Regions from separate parts of the Mus musculus genome. Here region 2 is linked to region 1. Evidence: chromatin contacts called from public HiChIP or PLAC-seq data. All regions are on one chromosome and are shown on one strand. Each heading gives the region's core, a stretch centred on a gene start, on an enhancer-like site or on the middle of the called end of the contact. The rest is flanking DNA. Distances are from core to core; before and after follow the strand shown. Region 1 has its middle 22 kb from the start of Gm42344. Region 2 overlaps Vps13d (vacuolar protein sorting 13D).

What was found. HiChIP or PLAC-seq counts read pairs in DNA pulled down with a chosen protein or histone mark.
Region 2: an H3K27ac HiChIP or PLAC-seq map of embryonic stem cells shows a contact between it and region 1, with 15 read pairs. The contact joins two enhancer-like sites. A contact is called at or near these places in 2 of 484 Hi-C or Micro-C datasets (bone marrow-derived macrophages and nephron progenitors), 8 of 115 datasets of contacts at active chromatin or transcription factors (double positive thymocytes, embryonic stem cells, epiblast stem cells and 2 more) and 2 of 9 other capture datasets (adipose tissue and liver).

What each region holds. Positions count from the first base shown.
Region 1 is chr4:144,933,560-144,936,346 of GRCm38.p6, reverse strand. It overlaps a transcript of Vps13d not described here. Among named protein-coding and RNA genes, the nearest start is that of Gm42344, 22 kb to the left of the region's middle. Within about 2 kb of position 1,351, at least 27 of the 459 cell types and tissues checked have an H3K27ac peak or open chromatin away from gene starts, as enhancers often do. A contact at or near this core is called in embryonic stem cells and epiblast stem cells, where this site is marked.
Region 2 is chr4:145,103,790-145,106,576 of GRCm38.p6, reverse strand. Vps13d (vacuolar protein sorting 13D) reads left to right here. Exons shown (of 70, transcript NM_001276465.1): 39 at 656-778. Among named protein-coding and RNA genes, the nearest start is that of Vps13d, 90 kb to the left of the region's middle. Within about 2 kb of position 1,421, at least 42 of the 459 cell types and tissues checked have an H3K27ac peak or open chromatin away from gene starts, as enhancers often do. A contact at or near this core is called in embryonic stem cells and epiblast stem cells, where this site is marked.

The sequences.
Region 1 (2,787 bases), core at 102-2,601:
AAGGCAGAGGAAGACTTGGCTAATTGCTCTTCTTTTAGGTTTTATTATTTTATGTGTGTGAGTACACTGTCACTGTCTTCAGACACACCAGAAGAGGTCATTGGATCCCATCACGGCTTGTTGTGAGCCACCATGTGGTTGCTGGGAATTGAACTCGGGACCTTTGGAAGAACAGTCTGTGCTATTAACCACTGAGCCATCTCTCCAGCCCCAGAGGAAGACTTGGAATGTCCTGTTCTATTTCTTTATGCTTTATTTCCTTGTGATGAGTTGCTGAGAACTGAGTTAGCTTGGTAACCAGCAAGCCCAAGGAATCCTCCTGTTTCTTTTATCCCTAACCCACCTGCCCACAGTTGCCATAATTAAGGGCCCTTAATCATTCATGGGGATTTGTACTTGGGTCCTCATGCTTGTACAGCAATGCCCTTATTGAGCCATCTCCTTAGTCCCATCAAGGTACTAGCTTTGTCCCCAGACCTTGAGGTGGGAAGGAGAGAAGGACAGAAAAATGAGGGAGAGAAGAGAAGAGAGGAGAAGAGAGGAGAAGAGAAGAGGAGAGGAGAGGGGAGGGGAGGGGAGGGGAGAAGAGACACAGACAGAGACAGAGAGGAACAGAGAGAGACAGAGAGACAGAGAGACAGAGAGAGAGAGAGAGAGAGAGAGAGAGAGAGAGAGAGAGAGAGAGAGAGAGAGAGAGAGAGAGAGAGAGAGAGAGAGAGAGAGAGAGGTACACTTCACAACTTCCCACTCCACAGTGGGAGGCCAGCACATTCTATTCACAAAAGTCACAGAAGCCACCTGCTTGTCCTTCCAAAGTTGGGCTGAGAGTTGTTTCAGATTCCAGCAAGGAAGGCAATGACATGGCAGATATGGCAAGAAGTGTCCAGGTTGGGACAGATAAAGATGTTGGCAAGTCATGGTAAGTACTGGATGGCTTCTTCACAAAGACAGAAGGCCAGGGATTAAAAGCAGGATTTTGTAATGAGACTCTGGGGTTCAAATCCCAACTGTACCATTGCTTAGACTTGTCTCCTTGCTAAGCATACTCTGGGTCTGTCCCACTAGGCTCACAGTGACTCATTGCTGTTATTGCAAAGTAAAGGAGATACACATTTGTTAATGGATGTTTAGTAGTGCTCAGTGTGTTAGTTCATTATTTGTATTTCTCTTTAGAGTTTTCCCTCAGTGGCTCTATGCTTCAGATGAGGAAAGAGGCTTGGGAAGGTTAAGTTCAGGTTAAGGTGAAACTCATGGTCCCACTCAACTAAGACTCAGCCAGGTATGGATGGCTTCAAGCTCCAGACTCATCCCTGCCCTGCCTCCTTCCTGGCTCTCAGCAGGTCTGGATGGAAAGCCAAGCCAGCTTCTCTTCATTTGGCATCTCACACAGAGCACACAGCAGGGCAGTAAGTCTAACATGGTAAAGAAGGGTGGACTGGGTTATACCCTCACCTCTCCACCCTCAGCAAGAAGCCAAGGCACTTGGACCCCAGAGTGGCACTTGTGGTATGCAGTCTGCAGTCCCAACTCACACTCACACTTGGTGGAGCAGCTTACAAAACCCAGAGCCCAGTCCTACTGCCTCTCCCAGTCTGGGGTTTTGCCCAGGCCCAAGTCACCTTCCCAGGCAGGATCCAATTACAAACCAGCTGCAGCAGGGGATTGAGCTCAGCGTGTGTCTTCTTCAACTGCTTATTTCCTTTGTCTTGTGAGTCTTGAAAAATGAAAGGAATGATAAGGATTTGGGGGTGGGGGGAGTTGTGCTGGAAAATTCTGCAGATACTGGTTATCTCACCAGGAGGGAGGCATGGATGCCTGAGCAGGATTAGAGATTCTAGCCCTGGGACAGAGAGATGCTCTTGCTCCTGGATCAGCTAACCTTTTAGGGATCAGGCCACTAAAGCATCCTAGACTTCAGTTTCCACAGCTAGCAACAAACAATGCTAACTGCCTTTTTTGTTGTTGTTTGTTTTTTGTTTTATTTTGAGACAGGGCCTCTCTGAATAACCCTGGCTGTTCTGGAACTCACTATGTAGGTCAGGCTGGCCTTGAATTTACAGAGCTCTGCCTGCTTCTGCCTCCTGAGTGCTGGGATTAAAAGCATGCTCTGCCACATCCAGCAGATGGTGGGCTTTTGAAACCTCAAAGGCCACTCTTGGTGCCACACTTCCTCTAGCAAGGCCATACCTCCTAATCCTTCCCAAACAGTTCCACTAACTGGGGACCAAGTGTTCAAATATATGAGCCTGTGGGAGTCCATTCCTATTTAAGTCACCACACTTCCACAACTCTGAGTTGTTGCAAAGAAGAAACAAATGGCCTGAAGACCAAATATTCCCACCAGGGTGACTCAGCTCTGTAGGAAACATTTCATAGAGTCCCAGGGTTATTTTTGATTGTCATAACTGTGAAAGATGAAGACAGTGGTACTGTCAGGTCTCCAGTAGAGCTCAGGACAGCCCTGCCAGTGGCCCTGTCCACGACGTCAGGAATACTGGGATGAAGTCTTGAACATTTTGCAATACACTGTGGTTTTTCAGGCTCAGGGGCTCCACTTGCACATAGAAGGGGCTTCCCTATTTGCAGCCATTGCTGAAGAGTCTACTTATGCAGACAGCCAGGTTGTGCCAGATGCTCTGCCCTCATGGGATGTCTGGTCTTAAGGGTGCAAGTGCAAAGCAGATATTGTCCTCAAATATCCATCAACTTTGGTGATGGATGGATAAATTATGATCTGGTCCTATAATGGAAGATTACTTTGTAAGGGTTCATTGTTCGCCAAAGAAT
Region 2 (2,787 bases), core at 172-2,671, 170 kb before region 1:
GTCCAGTTACAGAGTGGTGTTCCTTGAACAGAATGAATACGTTCCCTGTGCTGTTTATTCCATCAATTGTCACACCAACTTAACTCTGAAAATTGCCAAGCCAATGCAATGTGTTCTCACAGTTTCTTGGTGGCCCTGAAATGTACATTTCTGGATTCTGGATATCTCTGCCACGTCTCTCATGCAGAATGTGCACTGAAGATACAGCACAGCAGTCAGTGTTCCTGAGTGTGCTGTGTACTTAATGTCTTAGTCTTTGCACCCGAGAGTCCCATTGCCTAGAGTATCACTCTGCCCTCAGTTTCATTGAGTTGCTATTCACATTTCAAGAGGGACTTTAATGCACACATCACCACCACCTGCTTTTGTCAAAGCCAAATAAATCTGACCTTCTTCTCTGCCCTCCAGCATTGTAATTCTGTCTTTCCTTTAGCCTTTCACATCATAGGTGACTTTATGAAGGTAGGTCATCTGATTGCCTTGATCTCTTCCTTGTGCAATTGTTGTCTCTAGGGTTCAACCTTTTTTAGCTTCTTGCATGGGTCCAGTATGTAAGGAAGCACTCAGTAAAAGTTTTTGTTATGAATTGATATTATTTGATATGAACCTTTTATCTTTTTCCATCTCCCTTCTTAATTTATGGAATTCTTTCTAGATCAGTATATAAGTACCAAGGAGTCCTGGCTGGCGGATTACTGTAAAGAAGACAAGGAAACAGAGTCAGCCAAGACAGAAGACTGGATGGGCTCCTCTGTGGACCCACCATGCTTTGGACAAAGTAAGATTTTTATATGCACATGTCTGTCTATATCAGTTTTAATCTGTAGAGCAGTGCTTCACCGAAATATTCAAATAGAATGGTCTTTCTCTGAGAACTCCATAAGAAGTTCTGACTGGCCTCTGTAGTTCGTTTTAGTTTTGTAAAAGACAGTTTTCTGGCACAAACTACTGAACTGTTAATGCAGGATCTAATTCCATCGATGTTGGGGAGAGGAGATCTGCAAAACATTACTCTTGATTTCCAGTGATGCTGGAGATGAGCCGACCCATGGAGAGCGCGTCAGGACAGGCTGTTGGTTACTTTTTTCTACTTGGGCGAAAACAGTTGGTTTTACAGTGGATGGGATATTTTAAAACTGGGTTATAAAAACATCTAAAGCCTGTGCTAGAGGGTTTGTATGTATTCTTGGAAAGAGGGAGGGCAAGATCCCAAGTGGAAAAATGTTTTTTAAAAGGGCAGCCTGTATTGTTCATAGAGTATAAAGGAATTGAGTCCCAGCATCTTGAGGAAGAAGTCAGTGTGTTCTTTGTTGGTGTTTTCTGTCTTGATGAATGCCTCAGCATGGAGCTCTGTTGGCCTCAGAGCTGGGGAGATGGTGACAGACACCACAGGTCCTGGTTGTTCCACAAGCCATTGTCATCCAAATTCAGCTCAGCCCCGACTCTTTCAGTGTGGTTTCTTTGGGGAGTCTTGGCCTGACTTCACATAGCTCATGAATACTTAAATATTCCATCTGGTCTGCAAACAGTCTGGGAAGATGGCCTTTCTTAGCAGTAGGAAGCATTTGTGCTGGTTGGCCCCTCCTTGGGGTGTGTGAGCAGAGTGCCTCCAGCTTCTAGAAGGAAAGACAAAGGCTGTGCTGCGCTTGTTCTCTGTCCTTAAACTATTGCTTCTGAGTCCATGGAGCTCCAGCTCCCTTAACCTCCTGATTTGTGTTGCAAAAAGGTGACCTCACCTGTCCAGAAGATGCTTAAGTCGTCTGTGGAGGGTGTCCAAGAGCAGGTGGTTCTTTGTACTGGGACCTTAGATCCAGTCAGTGCCAACTCCAGGAAGGCCCGATGCTCTGAAGACCCCACTCTTCTTTTTCTTACACGTTCTCCTCTCTCTGTTGTTAATAATTACCCCATCTATATTAAAGCTTGATTTTTATTTCTTTAGGTTTTTCTGGTGAGGCTGATGTGATGCACTGTTTTAACCACTTGACATACCTAAATAGCAAGTGCCTTTTTATTGGCAGTTCCTGATAGCCTTCTGAGAAGTGTCCTACAGTTTGTGTAGCATTGGCTTTCAAGTTAGTAGCTTTCAACTGTGCGGAACTGACTACTAATATTTAGATTTTGTTTGAAAATTTTAGCCACATTTCGCCCCAAAGTTAGGCTTTTTTTTTCCCCCTGTGTCCTGTGTAAAACAGACTAATGGCTTAGCCCTTACTGTGCAGTTCAACCTTGGGAACTGGGGATTCAATACTGTTTCAGTGTATCTTTAGCTTTGTGTTACCTGGGTTGTAGGCCTTGCAGTAAGGGCTGATTCTATAGGAAAATCTCCATGGCATGACTTATTCCATTGATTATTTTATGAAAAATTCAGGTTTTTTTTGTTGTTGTTGTTTGTTGATACTTATGTTCAGTTTAGAATTTAGTACTGTGAGATAAACACTACAAGAGGATTGTTGAAATCTGGTGGGAGGCCGACTCTTGCCCTGAGTATCTGAGGTACTCAGTGGTCAGTGTTCTGTCCTATGTCTTTCCTTCTGGAATGGCATTCCTCCCCTAAAATACATACTGATTAGTTTCTGTGACTCCTCTGGGTCAGTCTATAACATTATAAAAGGCTTGTTCTCTTTAAGGGGATAGTCAACACATTCACTGTCACTTAATATGAAAAAGAGGACACAGCCACACCATCAAAGCTGTGCAAAAAAAAAAAAAAAAAAAAAAAATGCTGGCTTTGGCAAGCACTTACTGGTTCTTAGCAATAAGGAAGGATGTTATTGCAATTGCATGATG